7 separate regions of the Mus musculus genome follow, and regions 2, 3, 4, 5, 6 and 7 are each linked to region 1. Evidence: chromatin contacts called from public HiCAR-type and promoter capture Hi-C data. All regions are on one chromosome and are shown on one strand. Each heading gives the region's core, a stretch centred on a gene start, on an enhancer-like site or on the middle of the called end of the contact. The rest is flanking DNA. Distances are from core to core; before and after follow the strand shown. Region 1 holds the start of Egln3 (egl-9 family hypoxia-inducible factor 3). Region 2 holds the start of Scfd1 (Sec1 family domain containing 1). Region 3 holds the start of Strn3 (striatin, calmodulin binding protein 3). Region 4 holds the start of Hectd1 (HECT domain E3 ubiquitin protein ligase 1). Region 5 holds the start of Dtd2 (D-tyrosyl-tRNA deacylase 2). Region 6 holds the start of Mbip (MAP3K12 binding inhibitory protein 1). Region 7 holds the start of Nubpl (nucleotide binding protein-like).

The links. Promoter capture Hi-C pulls out the DNA fragments that hold promoters and counts their contacts. HiCAR-type assays count read pairs that join an accessible place to other places.
Region 2: a contact with region 1 is called in a promoter capture Hi-C map of pre-B cells. The contact joins the promoter of Scfd1 here to the promoter of Egln3 in region 1. A contact is called at or near these places in 2 of 39 promoter capture datasets (liver and pre-B cells).
Region 3: a contact with region 1 is called in a promoter capture Hi-C map of pre-B cells. The contact joins the promoter of Strn3 here to the promoter of Egln3 in region 1. A contact is called at or near these places in 4 of 39 promoter capture datasets (the 3T3-L1 cell line, hippocampal neurons, liver and 1 more).
Region 4: a promoter capture Hi-C map of liver shows a contact between it and region 1, with 6 times the contacts expected there. The contact joins the promoter of Hectd1 here to the promoter of Egln3 in region 1. A contact is called at or near these places in 3 of 39 promoter capture datasets (hippocampal neurons, liver and pre-B cells).
Region 5: a contact with region 1 is called in a promoter capture Hi-C map of liver, with 3 times the contacts expected there. The contact joins the promoter of Dtd2 here to the promoter of Egln3 in region 1. A contact is called at or near these places in 8 of 39 promoter capture datasets (the 3T3-L1 cell line, embryonic stem cells, hippocampal neurons and 3 more) and 1 of 115 datasets of contacts at active chromatin or transcription factors (astrocytes).
Region 6: a contact with region 1 is called in a promoter capture Hi-C map of pre-B cells, with 5 times the contacts expected there. The contact joins the promoter of Mbip here to the promoter of Egln3 in region 1. A contact is called at or near these places in 2 of 39 promoter capture datasets (liver and pre-B cells).
Region 7: a contact with region 1 is called in a HiCAR-type map of astrocytes, with 3 times the contacts expected there. The contact joins the promoter of Nubpl here to the promoter of Egln3 in region 1. A contact is called at or near these places in 2 of 39 promoter capture datasets (hippocampal neurons and liver) and 1 of 115 datasets of contacts at active chromatin or transcription factors (astrocytes).

The regions. Positions count from the first base shown.
Region 1 is chr12:54,202,291-54,205,986 of GRCm38.p6, reverse strand. Egln3 (egl-9 family hypoxia-inducible factor 3) reads left to right here and starts at 2,113. Exons shown (of 5, transcript NM_028133.2): 1 at 2,113-2,782. The coding sequence starts at 2,426.
Region 2 is chr12:51,375,658-51,379,353 of GRCm38.p6, reverse strand. It overlaps Scfd1 (Sec1 family domain containing 1), which reads right to left and starts at 1,841. Exons shown (of 25, transcript NM_029825.3): 1 at 1,718-1,841. The coding sequence starts at 1,769. G2e3 (G2/M-phase specific E3 ubiquitin ligase) reads right to left here. Exons shown (of 15, transcript NM_001015099.2): 15 at 2,368-3,696.
Region 3 is chr12:51,689,768-51,693,463 of GRCm38.p6, reverse strand. Strn3 (striatin, calmodulin binding protein 3) reads left to right here and starts at 1,550. Exons shown (of 18, transcript NM_052973.2): 1 at 1,550-2,042. The coding sequence starts at 1,761. It overlaps Ap4s1 (adaptor-related protein complex AP-4, sigma 1), which reads right to left and starts at 2,498. Exons shown (of 6, transcript NM_021710.4): 1 at 2,150-2,498.
Region 4 is chr12:51,827,768-51,831,463 of GRCm38.p6, reverse strand. Hectd1 (HECT domain E3 ubiquitin protein ligase 1) reads left to right here and starts at 1,928. Exons shown (of 43, transcript NM_144788.2): 1 at 1,928-2,261. It overlaps Gm5785, which reads right to left and starts at 3,279. Exons shown (of 4, transcript XM_011244243.2): 1 at 3,196-3,279; 2 at 2,235-2,609; 3 at 909-2,174; 4 at 1-476. The coding sequence starts at 3,279. The coding sequence ends at 1,323.
Region 5 is chr12:52,004,504-52,008,199 of GRCm38.p6, reverse strand. It overlaps Dtd2 (D-tyrosyl-tRNA deacylase 2), which reads left to right and starts at 1,693. Exons shown (of 3, transcript NM_029545.3): 1 at 1,693-1,825; 2 at 3,252-3,321. The coding sequence starts at 1,715.
Region 6 is chr12:56,344,194-56,347,889 of GRCm38.p6, reverse strand. Mbip (MAP3K12 binding inhibitory protein 1) reads left to right here and starts at 1,996. Exons shown (of 9, transcript NM_145442.2): 1 at 1,996-2,218. The coding sequence starts at 2,090.
Region 7 is chr12:52,096,173-52,099,868 of GRCm38.p6, reverse strand. Nubpl (nucleotide binding protein-like) reads right to left here and starts at 2,123. Exons shown (of 11, transcript NM_029760.2): 1 at 1,978-2,123; 2 at 1,369-1,516. The coding sequence starts at 2,085.

The DNA.
Region 1 (3,696 bases), core at 864-3,363:
AACTTTGATTTCTCCCAGTCACAGTATGTCTGACTTCCCTACTGCTCTCAGTGCTGGCAGCTCTGAGTTGATTGGCAGGTCTGTGATTGATTAGTAAGTTCCCTGTGATTGATTAGTAAGCCAAGCAGGGATGGGGCTACAGGATTGACTCCCTTCCTGACCAGCACGCGTTTTGGAACTGAAGTCATCTAGAACCGCATCAGGCCTGAACTTGCTTGAACTGTTGTTCTAGTTGTGACTACACTAGCAGCCACTGTGCTCTGAAATTATGGAAATCCATTTAAATATTAAGTTAATAACTTTATTGGGATATTTCTGAAGTCTACTACAATCTCCAAAGCTGCAAAAGCCCCAAGGTACTACCTTCCACAGCTTCCTACTCCAAGGTGTCCCTGCAGATCATAAGAGGGGTCAGAGTGGCTCCTAGAGAGGGGCTCAGATAACAGTGGGAAGATGGCCTTTCCTCCTGTTTGGAACTCATTTCCATTCTATCCCCAATGAAGATAAATTACTCTCCAGCCTTTGCTTTGTTTGCCTTTACTGGGATGGGACAGGACAGCTGTTCTGCAGAAGTTCTCACTGTCCCCCTCCAGTGGCCGCTGAGGTCTTGCTCTAGATACCCTGGGAGGCTCCTCAGTACTGCTTGCAAAAGGTCCTGTCCTGCTGGCTTCCTGTCTAAAACCCCAGCTGGTGATTGCAGGGCCCAGGTTCAGATGTCAGTGTCTCAGGAGACTGTTTTCCAACCATCTATCATGTGCTGGCATCAGTGTTTCAAGGACATGGGCTCCTGTCACCCCAGTGCTGCTATGGGCTTTTGGACAACAGCTTCTTGAAGTTGAGCCTTTACCCTAAGGAAATACACCTTCTCCTGGACAGACATATGGAAGAGGCCAACTGAGCAAGGCCATTAACAGGGTCCCTGTTCTCCATGGAGCTAGTTAGGTTTCTTCAAAGCTGCTTACACCCTCTCTGGTTGACTGCCACTCCCCAAGGCCCTGTTTGCCCTCACTGACTACAATACAGCCTTCTTCCCAGTCTGTCAGCACTCTCTCCTCCTCTGCCTCTCCTTCACATGAACTGCACCCCCACTTCTCCCCTCAGAGAAGGTGAGCAGAGGGGCTATTGGGAAGAGAATAAAAGCAAAAAGGACTTTATGTCCAAAATTAGTGATGCTTGAAAAATCGGTGCAGTTTTTCATTTGACTTAACTGAAAATCTAAATGTGCAAAGATGTGAACTGACTCTCTGTCTCTCTGTCTCTCTGTGTTTGTCTCTCTTTCCCTCTGTCTTAGATGTCTCTGTTTCTCTCTCTCTCATTTGGAAGGAAAGGGCATCAGAAATCTGTATAGAGACCACCTTACAGTAGATAATTAAGCCTTTTGGGTAGGGCCTAGGGCTCTAGTGCAAGTTGCATGTAGTAGAAGCCAGAGAGACCTGGAACACAGTGTATCTTTTGGGGAGAGTGCGAGTGATTTTGAGAGAGAATTTCAGAACCTTTTAGTAAAAAGCTTGAGTATAAATGGTGCATGAACATCTCCCGCAGGACAAAATACAAAAATTTGCAGGATTTGGCAGTGCTCTCCCTTCCCGGGGCGCCTCCCTATCTCTCTGTCCTCCACTCCCTTCTCAGGGGATACACACCAGCCTGGCACACAGGGTGGGGGGAGGTCAAGGGGAATGTTTGTTAATGAATCAGTCAGTTTTGGTTAAAATTAAATTCACCTCTCTCTCTCACAGGGGTTGGAACAGCCAGACCCGAATCAAACAGAAGAGGAAAGAAGGAAAGACACTAGGTAGAGCTTAAACCTTAATGTTTAAGAAATATAGTCACCAGAGAGGTGACTAGCCCAGAAAGTGGCAATAAACTGTTCATGTGCATCTCAGACGTGAGATCCAGGTTTTCAAGTTTGTTAGGGGATTTAACGCAAATCAATATGCAAATCGAGAGCATTAAAAAAAAAAAATCCAGCCCTTTCTTGGGTCACACACAGGTTAGCTAGAGTGGAGCTCACCCAGATGCTCCGCAGCACCAGTCCAAGAGGAAGAGCCCGGAGGAGGGCAGTCCCGGGGGCGGGACCATGACGTTGGGGTCAAGGCGGTGCTTTCTCTCGTTCCTCCCCCGGCCACGGCCGCCGCGGCGGTGGCTCTGCATCTCCAAAAAGGGCCCTCCGACTTCTCACTGGGCCAGTCCGGCGCTGGGTGGCGGAGCCCTACACTGCTCCCGCCGGTCCCAGAGCCGGGATCCCTTCTCTTCAGAGTTTCGAGCAACTTTCCCCGCCTCTGGAGCTAAAGTGGCTCGGGGACTGTGACCACCGCAGGTGGGAGAGTCCCCGGCCCGGCTCTCCGCATCTTCGCTGTGCGCTCGCGCTGGGAAAGCCCTGGGTGCGTGCACCCTGGGGGTCCCCGGCCTCGGCTCTGTGGGCGAGATGCCTCTGGGACACATCATGAGGCTGGATCTGGAGAAGATCGCCCTGGAGTACATCGTGCCCTGTCTGCACGAGGTCGGCTTCTGCTACCTGGACAACTTCCTAGGCGAGGTGGTGGGCGACTGCGTGCTGGAGCGAGTCAAGCAGCTGCACTACAACGGGGCCCTGCGTGACGGCCAGCTGGCCGGGCCGTGCGCCGGCGTCTCCAAGCGGCACCTGCGAGGCGACCAGATCACGTGGATCGGGGGCAACGAGGAGGGCTGCGAGGCCATCAACTTCCTCCTGTCCCTCATCGACCGGCTGGTCCTGTACTGCGGGAGCCGGCTGGGCAAATACTATGTCAAGGAGCGGTCCAAGGTAGGATGCGTGCGGGTGCCCAGCCGCAGCTGCGCTGCAGGGGACGGGAAGCCTTCATTCGGAGTGTTGTGTCGCCTTCGCTGGGGTGCAGCGAACTTTGGTTTTTAACCAAGAAGTCAGCTTGCCTATCTGCCCTACTTGCGTCCCCTCCACCTCCTGGCCTAACCCCTTAAGCAAAAGTCCACGTTAAGGGGCTCAGGTGTCTCGTGATGATGAGCTTCTGCTGACTCTGAAAGAATTGCCCTGGTTTTGGTGATGACCGCAAGGACAACTGGCTGGTGGAGGGAAAAGATATTGGAAACACTGCGACACGCATGTCCATGATCCGAAGTGCCTCCTTTAAAGCCACCCGGTACTGCCCTTCACAGTAGCCAGAGGCACTCTTAACTCTACTAGAGGCAAGTCTAATTTTTGCCTTGTGTTAGTTGGCTTGTAGAGTTAGGTAGGGTGGGAGGGAAGAGTTCGGTATGACAAGGTTAAGTCCTCCACTTCTGCTGCAGCCTTTGAGCCCTGGGGCTCAGAATTCTCATAGACCCCTCAGCCCAAGTGCTGAGCCCCACGCCATCGCCTTTCTTTTCCTATAAACTCATGGCAAAATCCACTCAAACAACCTGATAAGGTCCATGAAGAGAGTGGTGAGGTACCTCTGGGTAGAAACCTTGTTTTTGTTGTTCTCATAGCCCGTAATGGGGGCAGTGGGTGGTGATGATTTATCTTGAAAATGTTTACAGGTAGATTGGCAGGCCGGTAGACCAATGGGAGGTGGAGGAGCTGGTGCCTGTAACATCACTTTGGGTTAGTCTTGCTCCTGGCCATTTCTTCCTATAAGGATAGTCAAACTCTCTCTCCAGGAGCAATTCAGAGAGAATTGCCCCCGTGTAGCTGCGGGACAAGGGACTCTTAGAGTCATGAAA
Region 2 (3,696 bases), core at 592-3,091, 2.8 Mb after region 1:
CAAACTGACTGCAAATTACTTTGCAGCAAAGCATCTCCCACCTAGAATATTAGAGGATTTTTGTTACTAAATATTCTCAACAGAAATCAATGAAATGTTACTCCTACAAAGGATTTTCTTCTGGAAATAAGGCATGATCCATGTATAGTATGAATTTAATAACTGATGCAGCACAAGCTATACAGTAATAATGTGGAATCTTGCTATAATGAAGTTTATTTTCACCAAAAGACAAAACATTTAGTGTTTTACAATGTCCGAATATTAAAGATGTACTGTTGCATAAATTCAACTTTTAAAAGGTTTCCTTTCATCAGGACAGTTTTACTGATGGGTAGTAAAATCCAATTCATTTAGTTTTATTAAGATATTGGACCCAGGCCGGGCAATGGTGGCGCACACCTTTAATCCCAGCACTCGGGAGGCAGAGGCAGGCGGATTTCTGAGTTCGAGGCCAGCCTTGTCTACAGAGTGGGTTCCAGGACAGCCATGGCTACACAGAGAAACACTGTCTCGGAAGAAAAAAATAACAAACAAACAAACAAACAAACAAAGAAAAAGATATTATACCCAAACTTCTAAGAGAACTTGGGCTTCTGTTTGCTTGCAAATAAAATTAATTATCAAGCATTCTCAAATAATATTTGCTTACCATATTTTAAGTTATGCTTTACCGTTTTACTAAATTACCTACTGAGAAATGTAGAACTCAGTATGTTTTCTGTTAAGTATGCTACATTCAAATCTATCTTTTTTTTTTTTTAACACAAGGGAAGGAATCAGGCACAGTTCAAATTCTATTGCTATGTTGTATTGCTTGTAACCAATTGTTTTTCATACAAATAAGCATAGGTTCAAGAGAATTAAAGTTCTTTATCGCTTATGGACGATTTCTATTCTCTTTGGGAGTTACTAGATAAGTAGTATATGTAAGTCAGTTCTGATTTATACATATCACATTATATATGATATACGTATAGGTAATTATTCTGGGGCCAATATACATACATTAAGTTTCTAGAGTTTACTGAAAATAAGGAAAATCAGGTGTATCTCACATGTAAAAAAAAAAAAAAAACTAAACTAAAACCAAGGGAAGAAATATGTATCTTTAAATTTTTACTTTATAAATGGGTGTACAAATATGCTCTACTTAAGATACAACTGTTCTATATTTTAAGATTATTATCTGTGGAACAACTGAAAGAGGACGCTGTTAATTTGATTTGACATTCCGAAGTCTCTTCCAGCTTTATCACCTGGCATTTTCCATCAGCTTCTCCCAAAGGGTCCAAAGATGATGGCATAAAGTAAGGTGCTCGGAAAAGAATACTTAGATTTTGTAATCATGGCTCAAGTGTCAAAAACAGGTTTTTTTAAAAAAAACCCTAAAACTGAAAGTGAAAACCAAACCGACCTGGGAGACTTGAAATACGAACACAAACCTATAGACCTCGTTAAGTGACAAGACAGGAAAGAAAACACCAGCTGCTGGTCCTTGCCCTGATGGCCTTCTAAAACTCGGCAATTAAAAAATAAGTAGCTAGCACTGTAGCAAGCAGCCTGTGGTAAAGGCTGTGAAGCTTACAGGCATCTCTTCCCCACAACCTCAAAACGGAGCAGCTCTCAAAGCTCAACTCCGAGCTGTACGAACAACCCAGAGATGATGACAGGCCGCTGCTGAGGCACACACTGCAGAGAAGGAAATACCGAGTACCTGTTTGCCTCTCCCGAATGCTGGCCGTGGCCGCCATCTTGCTTCCCACCATCCACTGCCCGGCTGGCACTGGGAGCCCGAAGATGACGTGGCCCTACCTCCCGCGCCGGAAGCAGAACCAGGAGGCGGGCTATGGCGGCAGCCGGCCCGCCTCCCCGGTCCCAGCCCTCGCCTTTCCTCACAGACATTGGTGTTTGCAGATTTCCCAGCAGCGTTTCTAACTAATCGGGGCGAACCTCCCGAGGTCGCTACTCTTAAACCGCTTCTCAGGGCATGGGCGTGGTGGAGCGCTTACAATCTAATTGATAGTGCACTTCTCATCAAGTTTAAATCCTCATAAAAATTTACAAGGCCAAATGAGACGCCAGAAATTGCGTTTTCTTGATTTCCATAACAGTAGTGTCCCTTCCCTCTTTCCTCTGGGGGGGGAGGGGGGGGGGAAACTACAAGCGTGGTAATTTATTCCGTTTGATTTCTTCAGGAAAGGGCTTTGGCCTGCTAGGGTATAAAATCACAGAAAAGCCAAATGGCAGAATTTCCTCTCAGTAGTGCAAATTAAAAAAACAAATGATTGTGAGCAGAATCCGGATGATCACAGCCAGGTTTGGTACATTTAGAGCCCTGTGATTATGAAATAAATCTCACATCGACCATTTTCATAATAGATTTTATTAATGTCAAAAATATATACAATGACAACTTATTACCAATCAATGAACCCACCGATGACACTGCATTATGGATTAATTCTCAGGCAGTCAGATTCTGAAATGAAATCATACTTTCAAAAATTTGGCTTTCAAAATTATACAAATAATTTATCTTATTTTTTAAAATCAAGATTGCATTTTTTTTACAATAAAAACACATTTGACAGATGTAGATACCTATTTTTATAAAGTTACAACAGGTTATCTATAACTACCAGTTTGTGCCCTAGGGGAAGTATCTCAATTCTGGTGTCCATGGACTCTTGAGCAGAATGGCTTTCCCACCTTCCAGTGAGTTTAATCTTACTCACCTGAGAATCCCCACTTTTAAGTACAAATTTGTCATTTGACCATTTAAGTTCCATACTAACTCCTTCCAAGACTATAAGGCACATTATCATAAAATACTAAGACATTTATACAGTGTGCATGTTTCTGTCCAATGGTGTAATGTGGGGAGTAAACATAAAGATATATATATTCATTAGAAGAGTAACTATATAGAACAGTCCTGCAAAGCTACGACCAAGAATGATATTAATGTTGATTATAAGAATAAAAATCATGACTTCAGAGTTAGATTTATTGTAGCTGTTTAACTCCAGATTTTTTGGTTTAAATAATTGAACATCAAGGGATAGTTTTATCTTAGAAAATTTGCTAAAAACAGTTTGTTTCTTGAGTTCAAGGAGCTCTCAGACAAGAAGAGTAAAGATTTTGGATCTTACCCACTTTAATAACATCAGCCTCGTAAATGGACTACTTGTTTAAGACAATCCTGGAAATAGGGAAGGGGTTCAGTATGAGGCAAGAAGGGGAGTATGACCAAAGCTCATTACACACATGTATGCATGTGTCGTGACAGCCTGTTTTAAACAATTACATACTAATAAAAAGGAAAAGAAACACATCTGCACTAAAAGACCACCCCATCCTTATTAGATGCCTGACACAGCTAGAGACATGCAAGCAGAGAACACTTCAACTGAGAAAATGGCTCCATGAAACCAGGAAGTAAGCAACCCTGAAAGGCATTTTCTTAATTAGTGGCGAATGGGAAGGGCCCAGCCCGTGTGCAGTGCCACCCTGGACTAGTGGCCTTGGCTTCTGTAAGAAAGCAAATGAGCAAGCCATGGAAAGCAAGGCAGTAGGCAGCAATCACTTTGTATCAACCCCCACCAGCAGACTCCTGCCTTGACTTCCCTCCTTGAGGAACAGTGCTATTCTGCCTTTCTGTCTCAAGATTCCCAACACATTTATTTAGTTTAT
Region 3 (3,696 bases), core at 301-2,800, 2.5 Mb after region 1:
TTCTTTTTCTCTCTGAAGTTATATGAAGTCACTTATATGCTCCAATGTGAAAATTTGAATAGGCTTTCAGAGTGAAAATAAAAGTTTAAAAACATAACCAATTTTATATACTATTTCTTGTATAGCTGTAAGTACTGTGTATTTTTCTTTTCATTTGCTGTTACATAGGTTATTAGGTTTTTTGTTTTTTTTTTCCTTCTTCTTCTTTCCTTTTTTGGCTTTTCCAGACAGGGTTTCTCTGTTGTCCTGGCTGTCTGGGAACTCTGCAGACCAAGCTGGTCTGAAACGAAACCCAGAGATCAGGTTGTCTACCTCTGCCTCCCGAGTGCTGGGATTAAAGACATGGTTCACCAAGCCCGGTAGCCAGGCTGTTACCTCAACTTACAGAAAGCCGGGCGTGGTGGCACGCCTCTCATCCCAGCACTCGGGTGGCAGAGGCAGGCGGATTTCTGAGTTCGAGGCCAGCCTGGTCTACAAAGTGAGTTCCAGTTCAGCCAGGGCTATACAGAGAAACCCTGTCTCGAAAAAACCAAAAAAAGAACTTACAGAAAAATGCACACTATAGCACCTAAAAACTGACCCTTTGTGTATGTAGTATTTCATTCTAAAACCATTTAATGATGAAGAAAGATATCGTTGTGTTGATTTAGTTCATCTTAAGTTCTATTTACAATACTTTCATTTTGTTTCGATCAAAATTTCTGCCACTAATGACAATATCTGCGTTCATTGACTTCTAAACATCAGTCTCTTTGAAAGTTATCGTTTGCCATCCAACCCACTATTCTCAAGAATTCAAGATATCACAACTTCTTCAGGAAAAAAAAAAAAAAAAAAAAAAAAAAAAAAAAAAAAGCAATAGCTCAAACACAGAGAATCTCAGAATAATAAAGACTTAAGAAGTTACAACGGGCGGCCAGGAGCACCGAAGTGGGACCAAAGAAGCAGGTTGCGACGAAGCCCAGGAGCCAGTGAGAAAGTCCGGAAGAATCTGGGCTATTTGCCAAACGTAGACGTCTCCAGAATCCTGCAGACTGACTGGTGCCACGAAACCAGAGGTCAAGTGAGTGACAGGCAGAAAAGAGGCCCGACCCTCTGGGACTGAGCAAAACACGCCAGGAATTCTAGAGAAACGTCAGGAATTCCAGGGCAGTACGGAGGACGCCTTGCACGCAGCTCCAGAGCCCAGGCCCTCAGCTGAGACCCACGCTGCCCCTAAGGATACGTGCGTGAGGAAAACGACCCGGAAGCCCGACGCCCACGCGCTTCCCCAAAGTCAAGGCAGCATCCAGATTCCACAGGCGTAGAAAAGCTGGGGCCCGGCGCCCGAGTTGGGGCGGGGCCCAGGCCTTTCCCCGCCTCCCGAAGAGCGGTCCATCCTCAGTGCGCCTGCGTGGGGTGAGGCCGGACTCTTTTTGGCTCTCCGGAGTGCGGCTTGCAGCGGCGTTCTCTACCCAGCGTGCCGTGCGCGAGCGGCGGCCCTCCGTCCCTCCTCCTCCTCCTCCGTCCCTCCTCCTCCTCCCGCCGCGGCCCCCCTCTCCCCCAAAGTGAGTGAGTGAGACGGGCAGATGGAGGAGGTACCGTAATGGCGGCGGCCGGCAGCTCCCTGCTCTGATCCGCGGCAAGCACACGGCAACGACCCCCTCCCCGGCCGTCTCCCGGCCGGCCCCCCGCCCTGCGGTCGGCGCGGGGCCACCGTCCCGGCCCTCCCCGCAGCTGTCGGCGTCTGGCACTGCGCCCCGGCCGGGGCCCCACACACAATGGACGAGCTGGCCGGAGGCGGCGGCGGCGGCCAGGGGATGGCAGCCCCTCCCCGGCCGCAGCAGGGACCCGGGGGGAACCTGAGCCTGCCGCCGGGAGCGAACGGAGCGCCGGGCGGCGGGGGTCCTCCGGCCGCCGAGGCGGCGGGGCCCCCGGCAGGCCCGGAGCTGTCCCGGCCGCAACAGTACACGATCCCGGGGATCCTACACTACATCCAGCACGAGTGGGCTCGCTTCGAGATGGAGCGGGCGCACTGGGAGGTGGAGCGGGCCGAGCTGCAGGTACGTCACCCGTCACCCCTCTCGACTGCGAGCTGGGGCCGGGGCCACGGGCCGCGGGGGTGGGGCCGGGGCTGAGGCCCGTGCCCTCAAGGGCGGAGGGGACCTACCTGAGCCGCTCCGGCCGGCGAGCGGTGACGGCGCGCCCGGCTCCCTCCTCACGGGCGGCGCGCTGCGGGCATCCTTGGGGCAGCCATTTTGGCTTTTAGCATGGCGTCCGCAGGGCTCCTCCGGAGCCACCTCTCCTGGGCCTCCGGGGTTTGGGCCCAGCGCCTCTGGGCGAGAGTCTGGCGTGGGCCCGCTAGGCACTGAGTTTGCGCTTGTGGGTCCCCTTGAGGGTGAGGCCACGCGGAGAGGGCCTGGGATGAGCGTCTTTGCCTCCTGGCTCCTGCACCCCCTTCCGATGTGGCGTCCTGCCCCCTCCCCCGCGCCTCGGTACGCACTTGCCCCTTGACAGCCACGCCGCTTCGGGCTACCGCCGCGCACAATGGCTCGCGGCCGGCCGGACAAGTTTGCCTTCCCATCCTCAACTCCTTTAAGTACCTGCGATGCCGCTCTACTCACTTGGATTTCCTTTAGCGCTTACTGATTCATCAACACTTTAACTGAATATTTCTCTCTTGAGTCGGCTTCTCTAGAGTTCCCTACTATATTCATGTTTTTACTGATGCAAAGCAAAGCTGGGCTGTCAGTACAGTATTTAGGAAATGTCTGCGGAAAGAATTGGTCTTAATTTGAAGTAGACCGTACTTATCGCTTAGTACAAGCTAAAACGGAGTTAAATGTCCACTTAATGTGATCCTCTGACAGACTTGGGTTATCCTAACTTTTGGAAGGTGACAGTTGCGGGTTCATGCCTTGAATTTTTAAAATTGCTGCATCTGTTTGAAAGGATTATTCAAGCTGGAGGATGACTGCGTTTAGTTTTAAGTTCCTTTCCAGGGTTTAATTTAAGCTTAGAAGAAAAAAAGCGTGTATCTAATTAAGCGTTGCACCTGTTTTTCAGACTTATAAATTTCGACATAAGCAATATTGTTCGTTATTATACACACACACACACAATAACTTTGGTGAGAAATAATGTTGAAACAACAGCGTGATTAATGAATGTAGAAAAGGTATCCTCAAATAAATATGAGTCTTCAGTTTGGTGTCGAATAGTAAACTTTTTAATTACATTGATTAATTTATTTCTGACCTGATTATTTACAAACTATAAACAATTTTATTCAAAAATTAAAAATACCCAGGTGTAGAGGCATAAGTCTTTAATCTCAGTGCTCAGGAGGGAGATGTTTAATATCCATGAGTTCAGGCCAGGCTGATTTATATAGAGTTCCAGGACAATTGCAGTTACATAAGAGTCTATCTTAAACAAACAAAAAAGTAAAAGAAAATTAGAAATAAGGTTGTTTCATTGTCAAAAGCATTGCAAAGCAATTGATTGGACCAGTAAACTTTTTTGGTTATGGGCTTTTGTTATTGTTTTGTGTTTTTGAAACTGGCTTTTTTCTCTGTGTACCTCTGGCTGTCCTGGAAGTAATTCTGTAGATCGGGCTGGCCTGCAACTCAGAGATCCATCTGCCTCTGCTGGGATCAAAGGTGTGTGCCCTCACCATCTAGTATTGTGGTTGCTTTTGAGACGGTCTCTGTTGTC
Region 4 (3,696 bases), core at 679-3,178, 2.4 Mb after region 1:
GCCTGATATGGGTACTGGGAACCAAACGCACAGACCACCAGTGAGTATCTTCAATTTCTCAAGGCCAGATAATGTTAAGCATCTTTCATATGCTTTCTCGCCAGCCACTGGGATGTCTTCTTGGTTAAATGTCTCCAGTCTTTTACAATTTCTAATTAAGGTTTTTTTCTTTTCTTTTTTCTTTTCTGAGACAGGGTTTCTCTGTGTAGCTCTGGCTGTCCTGGAACTCACTCTGTAGTCCAGGATGGCCTCAACTCAGAAGTCCACCTGCCTCTGCCTCCCAAGTGCTGGGATTAAAGGTGTGCGCCACCACTGCCTGGCAAGGTTTTTTCTTATTCTTGGGTTTGAAGAGTTTTTCATTTGTTCTGGCCACAGTCCTGTGGTAGCTACATTGTTAGAAAGTATTTTTCCTGTTGGGGAACTTTGGAAATTTCTGCATGAGCCGTTCATAGTCTGTGAAGGTAGATTCCAGGCATCTGTATATGAAGAAACACATTGTGTTACATCTAAACAACTTACTATTATTTAGCAGTAAGAATTAAATGGGCTCCCAAGCCAGGTGTTAGCATACTTGTTAGCATACTCAGGAAGGAAGCCCTCTTGTTAGCATACTCAGGAAGCTGAGGCAGGAGGATATTGACTTTAGGCCAGCCAGGGTTACATAAGCATACCCACTTCAAAACAACAAGAAAAACAAAAAGTAAAAAACAAAACCAAATAAAAAAATCCAGTACAACAAAACAAAACAAAACACAACACAACACCAAATAAATGAGCTACCAAGCTATAAAAACTCACAGAGGATCCTTAAAGAGTGTTAGTGAATAATTCCAACTAGAAACGATATTTTGGAAAGGGCAAAACCATAAACAAAGAGATCAGTGGGAACTCTCTGTCCTTAGCCCTACCTGGCCAGGAACACATGATACAGAACAGGGTAGCCATAACTTATTCTCTGTACTTTCTGTTCAATTTGCTGTGGATCTAAAACTCTTCTAATGAAAACTTTTCCGGGTGTCTCTAATGTGCCGCCAGGGTTGAAAACTACTAGCCTCGGTCTTTGCATACAGTTCTTTCCTAAAATTAGGTATCTACTGCTATTTTGTTGTTGTTGTTCAAAGGATGAGTTCAGTATGGAGTCTTTTTCTTCCTCTTTTTCTCTCCCTTGGCTGCTCCTTCTTCATCACCACCGTCGCCGCCCTGTAGCCCAGACAAGTCTCGACCTCATTTTGTAGCCAAGGATGACCTTGAACTCCAGCCTCCAGTTCTCTAGTGTCACGGTTACGTGAGGACTCCACTAGCAGCGGCTAGTATTTGATTTTTCAACGCCCATGAAATAAAAGTTTGACGGGAATAACTACGGAAGTACAAGTGACCACGAGCCGAAGGCAACTGTGTGGGAAGTCCTCGATGCTGGCTGCTTCCCGGGACTCCACGGTGGGCAGGCAGGAGGCACGAGTTCCCGCAGCCGTCCTGGTCCCATCTGCGCCGAGGCGATAACGCCCGGCTGCGCAGCGCTCGCCGAGTTCCCAGGCTCGCTGGGAAGCGTTCTGGTAAACCGCTGGCTTTAAAAGTCCGGAGGAGGGGGTGACCCGGGCACGCCGAGCGCCTGCGAGACGGTGGCCTCCGTTCCGCAGGACTCCGGAGCGGCTCGCGCCGGGCGAGACGGGCGGAGCGTGCGCGGAGCAGCTGCTGGCGGCGCGCGCGGATTGACAGCGCGGCGACTCGGGCGCCGGGAGGCCGGGCTGAGGAGAGCCGTAGCCGACCGCCGAAGGAGCCCGGCGCCCCCCGTCGTCGCCCCGTGCCGCGGGGTCCGGCCTCCGCAGCGCCCCAGGTGGCCGCGGGCAGGGCGGCCGGGAGGCGTTCGCTCCGCCTCCGCCGGCGCGGCCTTCACCAGCCTCCCCGCCCGGCGCTCGGCCGACCCTTCTCCTGCCCCCGCCCGGCTGGCGATGGACGCGGCGTCTCCCCGCTGCCGCCGACGGCCCCGCGCGGACCTGGCTCTGAACCGCAGGGTCTGAGGAGCCGCGTGCTGGGGTCGGGACCCGCGCTGGCTGCCGCCGCTCGGGGGAGCCTCTCGCTTCCTTGTCACCGGGTCCCCGCGGAGGAAGGGGAGGGACGAGACACGGCTTTTCCTGTGCCGCCTGCCTGGCTCGACCTGCGCGGCCTGCGGTTTCCTAGGAACTCGAGGGCCGCGGCCGGGCCAGGCTCTGCCCGCGGCCTGCTTGGAGCTGGACCGGAGCTGTTTGGTACGGCGAGCCAGGGTAAGAGCCTGCGGTCAGGGTAGGCGGGGGCGCTAGGCGCTGTCGGCAGGCTGGGCCTGCGCGAGGATCCGGGCCGCCGAGTCCAGCGGCGGGCGCGGAGCTGGACCCCAGCGCGGTGAGGTCGGTCTTCCGCCGTCGCCTCTGCGTATCGGGCCCTTTGTTCCCCTCTCCGGGCCTTACGGGGCTTGGCTTGTTGGCTTCGGAGCTCCGGCTACGCGCTCCTTGTCCTTGGTAAGGCTCAGCCGCCCGGCGGGGACCGGGGACGTCCCGCTGGGCCTCCGAGTTCCGGGAGACCCGCACCCCAGCCGCTCGGCGGCTTCCTCTTGAGCTCGCAGGTTTGCTGCTTCTCTAGAACTTCGCCCTCCGCCCGGAGGCAGGTAGCTAACTTAGCCAGGTTGGCTGTCAGCGTCGCGGCTCCGGCCTTGATCAGGCCGAGGACGATGGGGCAGCCCCGCCGGGCGCGGCCGATGGGTGCCCACCGCGACCCGCCTCTAGGTTCCCACACCGGCAGGTGGATTGCGTGGGACGCAACGCTGTCCTTTGGTCGGGCATCTAGAAGCTTTTGTAATGACTTGCCTGCCTAGACTACTTCTCAAAAAATTTTTTACATAAAAACTAACTGCCCCATCCTATGGGAGAAAGAATGTCTGCCTGTCTGTCCGTCTGCCTGGGGGGGGGTGGTAACCTGTTAGTTGTATTTACTTTAGCATCAAGCCCCCCCCCCAAAAAAAAAAAAGTTTTAAGAACATTTGCCTAGATTACCAGAAGTTCTTATCAGTATTTACTTCCGCATAGGTAGATTTCATATCTAATTACTGTTTGTATTTGGGCATATTTTAGGAGTAAGTTTGAGAATTCAAAACTCGTGAGAAGGGAAATTCAATCCGAAGAAGAATTGGATTGGAAAGTGGTCTTTAAAACTACTGGATCTGACCCGTATCTGAAGCTCCGATTTTTGGTGGAGTTTGGGGGGAGGTTGCAGGAAGAAGTTGACTGGTAAAAGAACTTTTTTGTACATGTTTTTTGCCTTTTGGCACAGACATTGGTGATAACAGTACTGGGATCCAAAACTTGTTTCATAGTGTTTGACCAAGACAGCTCTGGTTTCTAGTTAACTAGCAACCTAATCAGCATATATTCATTCCAGTGTTAAACTGTTTTGCCTTGAGGGTTTTTGCATTAAGCCCAGGAAGTAGACTGCTGCATATGTAGCATACTTTTTGAAGTAATACTTTGCAGTTTGGAAAGTTTTTTTTTGTTGTTTTGTTTTTGTTTTTTCAAGACAGAGTTTCTCTGTATAGCCCTGGCTGTACTGGAAATCAGCTTTGTAGACCAGGCTGGCCTTGAACTCAGAAATCTGCCTGCCTCTGCCTCCCTAGCGCTGGGATTAAAGGAGTGTGCCACCATGCCCGGCTGGAAAGTTTTTTTTTTTAAA
Region 5 (3,696 bases), core at 444-2,943, 2.2 Mb after region 1:
TAGTCTTCCACTAGCAGCCTTCAGATGAAGATGTAGAACTCTCAGCTCTGCCTGCACCATGCCTGCCTAGATGCTGCCATACTCCCATCTTGATGATACTGGACCAAACCTCTGAACCTGTAAGCCAGCCCCAATCAAATGTTGTCCTTTATAATACTTGCCTTGGTCACAGTGTCTGTTCATAACAGTAAAACCCTAAGACTGTGGGCAAGATATATTTTGAAAGATTTCTAACTTTTAATTCAGTGTTTCTAAGCTTTGCTAAAGCTGCAACCCAGTTCCTCAGGTTGTCATAACCCCCAACCATAAAATGACCTTTTTTTGGGGGGGGGAGGGGGTTGAGACAGGGTTTCTCTGTATATCCCTGGCTGTCCTGGAACTCACTCTGTAGACCAGACTGGTCTCGAACTCAGAAATCCGCCTGCCTCTGCCTCTGGAGTGCTGGGATCAAAGGTGTGTGCCACCACTGCCCAGCTATAAAATGATTTTCATTGCTACTTTATCACTGTAATTTTGCTACTGTTATAAATAAAATGTAAATCTCTGTGTTTCCCAATAGTCTTTGTAAGACACCGAAGCTGGGCCGCCACTCAAGTCCCGGGATGAGCTGGCCAGCACCCCAGTGACCCGAGAGAAAACCACACCTGATGCAAACTGCAAGAGGTTTTATTATCAGTTAGCTGAGGACAAAGTCCCTCTGCCATGCAGGGCAGGGGAGTTTGACCCTGAGCAGTGACAGTAGGGGGCTTTTAACAGCTAGCTGAGGAATTGGGAGGAGTTGGGAGGAGAGTTGGGAGGAGTTGAGAAGAGTTGGGAGGAGTTGAGAAGAGTTGGGAGGAGTTGGAAGGAGTTGGGAGGAGAGTTCTTCTCTTCCAGGTGTCCTTGGTGAAATTTACAAGGCAGGAGTGAGGAGTGAGTTCTTTCTGAATTTTTATCTCCCGTGTCCTCGGCACAGGAAGGCAGGCATCTCTGGTTGTAAAGTATAGAAACAAAAAGGCTTTTTGCTGGCTATAGTGAACAAAGAGCTTCTTTCTGGCTGTATTTTTAGAGATCAGGGAAAACAAGCTTGGGGAACGTCCCAGGGGCTTTACCTTCCAGGGAGAAATGCTCTAAATCGGGGTCCCACATCTTAGGTGCTCCCTTCTATAGTTGCATCTGTCCCCCACCCACAGGTTAAGTTCCCTCTCTGCCTGCTTTGAGATCAATTGATCTCATTCTAGTTATGTCTTTATAATAAATATAGAATGGATTTAACTCTGACTTACATTCTTTCCAATACCTGGAAACCTAAGCTTTCTGAAATGAAAAATATTTCTTCAAAAGCTATGAAGCAGGTAGCAGAGCAGGATGGGGTGGGGTGGGGCTGTGGGCGGGCACACATGTAATTCCTGCAATTGGGAGAAGGAGTTCAGTTCAAGGTCAGCCTCAGCTATGTGGTTATTGCGACCAACCCCGACTCTATGAGACCCTACCTCCAAAAACAAAACTAAAAACGAGGCATTCGAGGATGAGATTAGGTTAAAGAAGGAGGGAGAGAAGGAGAGACAGAGATCTCTAAACAAAAACCCTCCAAGAGACTGAAGCTTCAAAGCTCCAAAGCTGGTCAATTCCACATCCGGGACTCCGGAGAGCCAGGCGGAGGCCCCGCCCACTTAGGTGGGGCCACGAGCAGTGGGAGGCGCCTACCCGAGCATGCGCAGTGCGGACCCGCGCCATGGCGGACGGTGGTCGTGTGGCCCAGGCTCGTGCGCTCCTGCAGCAGTGCCTGCACGCTCGCCTGCAAGTGCGCCCGGCCGATGGAGACGCCGCGGCGCAGTGGGTGGAGGTAACGCCCGGCCCTATCCGCGGAACCGTGCCGGTCTTCCTGTCATCTTTCGTGAGATGAAGAGCTTGTCCCTTTCCGTCTGCCCACTTTAGTGGGCTGCCTAGCTGTCTCTTTGGACTTGGCGTCTGGTGGTGGCCTGTGCCCCACTGGTTCGCTCTGCAGCTCTCAGCCTGCGGATGATCTTTCTGCCTTAGTATATTAAGTGTTGAGGTAACAGCGTGAGCCATCTCGCTTCTCAGAATTTTCAGGGAATCTCACCGCCAGTAGATCCTTAGATTCCATTATCCCGCAATGCGGGGCTGCTCACCACCACCTGTAACTCCAGCTCGGTCGGATCTGATGGCCTCCTCTAGGCGGGACAGACACCTGCCGTTGTACACAGACACACAAGTGCACATAGTTAAACAAAAATCTTTTCCCAGGTAATTCAAGTATGAGTGCAGAGCTAGCTATATTTACACAGAAAACCATTAGAACCAGAAAGATATAGCTGAACGTAATGTCGCTAACAGTTAAATTGAGTCTCAAACATGTATAAAGCTTTGGAAGTTAAAGCATGAAATATAACTGTGTGTCTGCCTTCCCATTTATTTTTATGTAGCATTTGATAAACACCTGGGTTGTATTTACTGTGAGCTCAGCGCTGTTTTAAGCAGTTTGCAGTTATTAATTCATTTAATCTTTGTGGTGGCTTCTGAATCAAGTGAGCCAAGGAAATTAACATACAATCGATTCCCTCAGTGGTAGCAACGAAGTCATTTATCACTTGTTTATTTTCTTGTAGACTGTCTTACAGGAACTAGTAAACAAATATTCAAGTCATTATGTAAAATGAGAAGGTGTATATTCCTGATAACAACCAACCTTTTCCTACAGAACTTATCATAAATGTAATTTTCAAAGCCCAATCATTGGGTTTTCTTCAGGCATTGACCACGGTAACAGAAAAAGCAACTGAACAGTTCCTGGAATTTGTAAAAATAAGACAAGACCCCATGTAGAAATACCACTCTGTTTAAATGACTTAGGGGAAAATACAAAGTAACATCAGAGGACACTACTAACACTGTTGCTTATTCAACAGCCCCATGTGGGAAAAGGAGGATCATTTGATGTTGAATAAATCAGCCTGTAACTTTCTGTGGGCCTGGCAGAATTTGGGGGAGGCTGTCTGAAAACTGCTGGCTCAGTAGAAATAAATGCAGGCATGGTTTGTAATCTTCACCCCTTTTGACTGTAAATAAGCATGGTGCTTAAGACTTGGCAAGGATTATTTTGTTTCTCATAATTTATTTAGAATTCAAGACTCTCCTTATTTCCTTAGCTTTTAACCCAAGTGCTTGTAGACACTGTGGAGCGCTTCCCACTGAGCTGTGTCTCTGTAGACTCCTTCCTAACCTGAGATTCCTGTGGTCATTTCTCACAGATTCGGAGAGGATTGGTGATCTATGTGTGTTTCTTCAAGGGAGCTGACACAGACCTTCTCCCCAAAATGGGTATGTGTTTTCTCCCCTCTCCCAGCGAGCGGGGCATGAGAGTGGGATGCTGAAACTCATTATGATGTGGAACAAGTAAAGGAGCAAAGAAAGAACTGCTCATGAGCAACGGAACCAAAATATCCAAAACCACACTGCGTTGGTCTCGGTGGGATTTTGTTTTGTTTTTAAGGGCTTGGGGTTGACCTTGTACATGTTAAGCAAGTGCTCTACACTGACCTACAACCTCAGCCAAGAAGCATAATTTATTGTTACTTTTTCCTCTTTGTTTTGCTGTAGCGCTATAGTGCTATGCATTGAAGCCAGGGCCTAGAGCATGATGGGAAAGTGCTCCACCACTGCACTGTATCCTAAGCTCTTTTTAGCAACTAAACT
Region 6 (3,696 bases), core at 747-3,246, 2.1 Mb before region 1:
AAAGATCTCAGTGGTTAAGAATGCAACTGTTCGTTTTTGCAGAGGGCCAGAGTTTGATTTTAGGCTCCAGTGCTGGGCAGCTCACATCCCATGCCTCTGGCTTCCTTGGGTAATTGTGCATGAGCAGGAGTACTTGCAGTCACCACAAAGAAAACAGCGTGCAGCACCTTAATCATTCCCAAATGTGTGATAAAAAGTCTTCTACTTAGTTTTTTAAAAAAAATCTGATTTCATTACTTGGTACAGAACAAGGACTCTTAGACTCCACATTACAATTGTCACCCATTAACCAGAAACTCAGAGACAAAGTGTGTTAACATTGCGATGAATCGTGAACTTCTATTACAGATATGAGTGACTTGAATGAGAGGGTGCTTGAATCTTGTGAAGATTGTATTGTCAAACCTAAGTTTACATCTTTCTGCTAACAAGGAAACAGACCAGCTTTCTCAAGATCCTGTTAAGTCTGATAATACCAGAAGTCTCTGGATATAAGTGAGTAAAAGGCTCCTTAGACAGGTAAAAGGAGTTCTTTCATTTTTACTCTCCTTATCCTAGTGTCCCTTAATTCCTTATTTCTTCCTTTATTCAGTCTGCTCTCTAAGGATAGACTACCCATTAACTTCATACTTCCACTTCCTGTATGTTAAATGCACTCAACTATCATGAAGAAGAGTTTTAAATCGTTTGTTTGCTTGCTTGCTTGCCTGCTTGCTTTTCGAGCTTTGGTTTCTTTGTGTAGCCCTTGCTGTCCTGGAACTCACTTTGTAGACCAGGCTGGCCTCATAAGGGATTTACCTGCCTCTACCTCCCTAGTGCTTTGGGATTAAAGGCCTGAGCCACTGCCGCCAGAGTTTTAATTCTTTTGTCCTTTATCTTTTAAGCTTGTTTTAAAAATTTAATAGAGCCAGGCATGGTGGAGCATGCCTTTAATCCCAGCATCCGGGAGGCAGAGGCAGGCAGATTTCTGAGTTTGAGGCCAGCTTGGTCTACAGAGTGAGTTCCAGGACAGCCAGGGTTATACAGAGAAACCCTGTCTCAAAGGAAAAAAAAATTAATAGAACTCTACATTATAAAATTATAACTTTTTTCGCTAAAATAAAGCTATCTAATAATACCCAACAAGAGTCGATTTAGTTTTATATCCTAATTTTAAAGAGTGTGGTTACATGGAATAAATTGGTCTTTTCTTTCTTTCTTTCCTTCTTTCTTTCTTTCTTTCTTTCTTTCTTTCTTTCTTTCTTTCTTTCTTTCTTTCTTTCTTCCTTTTCTTTCTTGTTGTTTTGTTTTGAGGCAGGGTTTCTCTGTGTAGCCCTGGCTGTCCTGGAACTCACTCTGTAGACAAGGCTGGCCTCGAAATCCGCCTGCCTCTGCCTCCCAAGTGCTAGGATTAAAGGCGTGCGCCACCACTGCCCGGCTGGTTTATATTTCTATTGGATTTATATTGAAACAATTTTAAGGTCAAGTGTCCAGTGATTGCACTGAGAACCCGTTGCATGTCAGAACTTTGACATAAACTATTTTGCAGGTGTAGTCATCAATGTCGTTCTATGGTAGGAAAAAGAAGCATAATGTAGCCCTTGTGTTCTTTTTAAATTCCTCATATCAAACAGTCTTATAGAGATGAAAATGTTCTATCCAGTAACGATCATCCTGGGTCAAGTTTCTAGTAATTAGAAAATTGTAAAGCACTGCTCCATCACTAACCCGCAATCTTTTTCCAAGACAACTCGACTGTTAACATTTTAAATTTTAATAGCGGGACTCAAATTCTAACACTTAAGAGTAAGGCTCTGCCAACATTCACAGGGAGCATCTAAGAGCCAAGTAGGTTTCTAAACCAAGGTGGACCACAGAAAACACCACCAGACAGAAGGTCCAGCTTCACATACACAAGTTCCCTCGGAGCACAGCTATCCTTGCTCTTGATTGGTCTTCCTGTGTGTCTGTCACACACAGAGGGTGGGGCCTATCCTCAAGCTCTAAGTGAGACGCTCTAGTTTTACGTCATCTCAGTGCGACGAAGTCCGCGAGGGAGGGGTGGGGTGAGCGCTGTTCGCGGTGGTTGGGGGGCTGCTTTGAAGGTGTCATGGCTGCTGCTGCGGAGCTTAGTTCCTCAAGCGGCAGCGAGAGGAGCCTGGAGCAATGCTCCAGCCCCCTCCTCACCCGCGAGGTCCTCTGCGAAGTCTTTCGCTCCTTGCACACCCTGACAAGACAGGTAAGTGGGGGTGCGGCGGGGAAGGGGTGGGTGGGGAGGGAGAGCATCCCGGTCCTTGTCCCCTTAGTTCTCTCGGAGGCGGGGGTCGCGGAGCCCCGCTGGCACGGTGTGTGCCGCTGGTGTGCCGTGGCCGGGCTGTGACACCCGGAAGACCCTGGGCCCAGCTCCTGGGACCGGGAGATGCCAGCGGCACGCTTGATGGCCAAGGTCTGGAGAAAACTGGGGTCCTGGCGACGAAAGCTTGCCCAAAAGATGCCTAAAAGGTGATGAGGGTGAAGGAGGTTCCTGGCGATCACGGTCCTTTTGCCTCCAGTGTATTTATCGCAGAAACTCACTGGTTAATATGGCCTGAAACTTTTCCTAGCGCCATCCCCACTCCTTGGGGGGTGATTTACTCTGGGGTTTTTTGTTTATTTGTTTGTTTTTCTGTTTTTTGTTTCTCTTGCCATTTATTGCATCTCTTACTCTTTTAAACGGGGAGGGATATATAAGGATTTCCACAATTTCATTTGTAGTATACCTAAATTTTAGTGTGAATTGTTGGATGAGTTATGTGTGGCCACTTCTAACTACATTACGACTGTCGTGTAGCTTAGCTAATTGCTCTTTACAGAAAATGTCACAGTAAACCTGGATTTTAAAAACTAGGTTACACTTTACTAGATAGTCGTGATGTAAATGAGGCAATGTTTAAATAAGGAACAAAAGTATGTTTGCCTGCTTTTAGAAGAGTTTTGTGTCAAACATGTTTCCTAATTTGTTTGGGGACTGGTTATAGTGCTTGAAATGGACACAGCACACATTTATGTCAAGGGCAGTGGTACCACCAGTGAGAATAGGACATTTACCTGATTTGTGAGGATTATTTTTAAAATCCTTAGTTGGAAAACCTTAGTAAGTTTATTCTGACTGGCAAACTACTTGAGTTGTACATTCTGTTTGGTGTTACTGGACTTCGAAAAGTTAAAAAAAATTAAACTCAGTTGCTTGATAAGCAATTAGGAAAAAAATTCTTACAAAGTCTTAAGCACTTTCCTTATTAATATTTCAGTAGTAACATCTCAGATCTTTAAATAGTTTAAAAGTTAGAGAACTTTTTGGCGTGGATTTGGAACTTAAAGATTTATTCATTTATATTTCTAATGTCAAGATGAGAAAAATCTTCTCAAATATTATGCTTAGAAATTGCAAAATAATTTACATTGATAAATTATTTGAATTATAAAATATCTAAATTTTGCATACTGAGTTTTTTAATTATATAAATTTATCTCAAAGGTTCAAATGGAAAAATGATTAAACTTAACTTATGCCACTTGCCAAAAATGTGTAGAGAAAATGAAGTTTTTGTAACAGTAAAGGGTCCTTTAACAAGTGTCAAATATAAGATTTTTTAAAAAATTAATTAAATGCTATTTTAGTAATATGTATTTTGAGATGCGTGATTAAGGATGAAAGCCATCCACACTTATAAAGTT
Region 7 (3,696 bases), core at 874-3,373, 2.1 Mb after region 1:
AACACTGCCAGTTCCATCAGGACAGTGGTTACAAGCATAAACTGCAAAGCAGACCTGGATCTGAACCCAGCTCCACCACCTTCTATTATTGTATAACCATGACTGCTTTTTAAAATAAATGCTGTTATAGGTATCCATGTAGCTATAGGTTTTTATCTGTCAGTCTGCTTCCTTCTCTATAAAATAAAGCTGTCTCCTACTTTTGTAAGTCTTGTGAGGATTAAAATACTGTATATAAAGTTTGTTTAACCTAGGGCATGGTACTTACAAATCTACTCATATATTACAAAATAATTTGTATTCCAGATTGATAGTAGGTAAATCATCTAATTTTAAATACAAACTTTTTTTTAGTTAACCTCCTTGGGCTGATGAGGGTAACTGTACAGAACTATCTGTCACTAGAACCTTCAAAATACATAATATTTACTTGCCAATACAGCTCAATAAGCTGTTCTAATGGGTAGGGTTACAAGAAGTTTCTCACGTCATCATTCCTTATAGTCTCTTTAGAAAAAAAGATTTCTTTTGAAAATAACTCTTAGTCTTGGGTGTTGATTCGATTTCAGGACTGAAAATCTTTGGTGCTAAAAACACCATCTTAGTGACAAATTACAATCACCAAAAAGAGCCACGAAAAAGATTCCCCATCGCTAGTATACTGTTAAAGAGGATGTGAAGACAAGATGACTCGGAGAGGAGATGGCTCCAAATAAGTGCTTGCCACACAAGCACAAGGACCTGGGTGTGACCACAGCACTGGATAGAACAGAGGAGAGACAGGCAGGTCCTGAGAGCTAGTAGTCAGGCAGCCCTTGAAAAAATGTGGAGAACAACCAAGACACCCAATGTTACCCTCTGCCCTCCACACACATGCACCTGAGCACAGGAAAGTCTTGGTGACTTTAGAAATGCTATAAATCATGTGATTAAATGAAAAACAAACACAGTAATAAGTGTTCTCATTGCAAATATTCAGGTACATGTACAATGACAGTGAAAAAGAACAGACATAATTTAGTATACAATTACTGGATGTTTTAAAAGTAACAGCAACCAATTCCTAGGCGCTTCTATGGCAAATACACTGGGCTAAGTGGTCAGTGCAATTTGCATACCAGCCTTCGAAAGAGATTCCCAGTTAAGTGAACATAATACCGGTAGACAATCTAACTACTTTTTGCTCTACTGAATAGGCAATCTGGTAATGCAGATGTTTATTAGTTCAGCTCCCAGCCGTTATCAAATCCTAGTTCTAAGGAACCAATGTCAGAAACATCACAGATAGGAAGCCTGAAAGGTGGTCATTTACAGTGCATTTGAGAGCATCACTCATTAGTCAGGAGGGGAAGGGACACCTTACAATACCTGCGGTGGTAGACTTTCCAACACCACCCTTTCCAGAGGCCACAACAATGACTTCTCTAACACCTTCTATAGGCTTCTGCTTAGGAAGTCCTCGGGACATGATTTGTGTTCTTCTTTGTTTCAAGGCCTCACTCTCAGCGCCTAATAACTTTAAGTTAAAAAAAAAAAAAAAAAGTGATTTAAACCAATCATTCTCATCACTGGATTACTATGCTGTAAAAGAGAAAACAACCCAGAGTTTGGGTTTAACGGGGCTTTCTTTTCTAATAATGTTCATTGCCATAGACTTAGCCTTTAGGTGGTCTTTATTAAATGCTAATCTCAACGTCAAAGGTAATTGTTCAAGCTGAAATTTGTCTACCAGTGTAAGTGAGGATGGAAAAAAAGAAAAAAAAAAAAAAACCCTGAAGTGGACTTTTTACCGAGTTAAGCCCTCCGCAGATTTGCCTTTTCCTTAACCTATTCACTAAATAACCCCAAAACAAGAGAGCACTGTGCATGCCACACATCCATACTCGGGACAGTTTGGGACCACAAGCCCCAGCCACCTTGTAGCAAACCCGCTAGCGGGAGCGCGCAGGCACCACCCCGCCCGCGCTCGGCACACACCTGGCGCCCACAACCCAAAGCTCGGCACCCCCGGGGCGGGACAGTGGCCGCGCCACCACCCCGGAGTGACACCCCGCCAAAGAGCAGCAAACGCCGCCAGGTCCCCATGGCGCGCGGCTCTTGCTCGGGCCGGGATGGAAGCACTTGGCGTCCGGCGCGGAAAAATGACGTCACGTGGCAACCCTTGGCGTCCCCTTCCTGGAGATGAGCCTGATTGGTGTTTCTTCAGCTCAGGGACTCCATTTGATTTAATACTGTTTGTCATCAGCTAGAAATATTTTTTTGCAGCGTTTAACCAGATATTCCCAAAGCCTTTTCACATATAGCACTTTAGTTTATTCTTCCAGAGTAAACAAGAAGACTTATTAGGAAAAAAATATATTTTATGTTTGAAGGGTGGCTTTATGCTAGGGCTGAACTCAGGGCCTCCTTCACACTAGGCAAGCACACTGCCAAAGAGCTGCGTCGCCAATCCTCCTCTCTTGTTATTAATCTAAAAACTGAGATTTGGAAATTTTAATAAGATATCCCATCTTAACAGAAATGGGAAAAGCTGGAATTTGAGGATTAAGTTTTCCTTATTGCATAGTACTGTATATGGTCATTTCAGCAATGCCACTGTTAACATTATTATATTTACACGTGTGTGTGTTCACGCGCGCGCGCACACACACACACACATTGCGTGTGACCTACAGTACAACTGTGCACTAAGCTAGTGTCCCGTCCCGTCCCCCCCCCCCCACCGCCTTGTATGCTTCTGTTGCTAATGGTTCACAAAAGAGAGGTGAGAAGCCCTTACTAGATTCCAAAAAGTTTAGCTAAATCAGAAAATAGAACAAGTAAAGAAGCCTAGTTGCGAAGGAACTTAAGGGCTAGGCTAGTAGTAAAGCATTTGCATAGCATATATGACGCCCCAGGTTCAATCATCTGCACGGAGATTGGAGTAAAAGCTTGAGGGAGGGAGGGAGCAGAATTTTACTTGAGGGAGGTAAGAATGTGTACATATAGATAATCAGCACTATATCCAAGACAGATGAAAGAGCAAAAGCAATCCCTTTAAGAACAATAACTCACACACTTATCCAGAAACCAGATCCACTTAAAGATGGCTGGAGGTATGGCTACGGTTTGCCTTCAAAAGTCTGCATAAGACTTTCTCGGGAGGGTTTTTATTTCCTTCGTTTGCTTCTTATTTGTATTTATCATATCAAGGACTCAAAATCAGTTTATTTTTCTCTGATCTAATTCTTAATTTTAGTATTTTTATTATGGGCATAACAACATCAAAGAATTGCCTTAAGGATTACTATTCCTAGTGAAGTGTATTCCACGACGTAAGCTCTGAAACGGCCTCCAGACTCTTGCTTGCTCCCCTCAAGCTACGGCCCTTGTTGTTTCATTCCTTTATCTCTGCCTTACACTAGGCTCGCCGCTTTCAGCTTGCCTTCTCTCACATATTCTTTTGTGGCATGTGTCCTCAAATAGCTTTAGATTTCTTTTCAACTCAGTTTTTGTAAATGAATAGGAAAAGACACAGCTAAAAAAAGAAACTATGAACTGTCACTATAATCTGTTCACTAAATACCAAATGCCTACTTATTATAAGCAAACATTATGTGCCAAACACTAGTCTTAGAATATTCTACACTGCACCAACTGTAATACCCTCCACTAAAAGATACAGTCCAGAGCAAACAAAGAACAATTATGCTATGG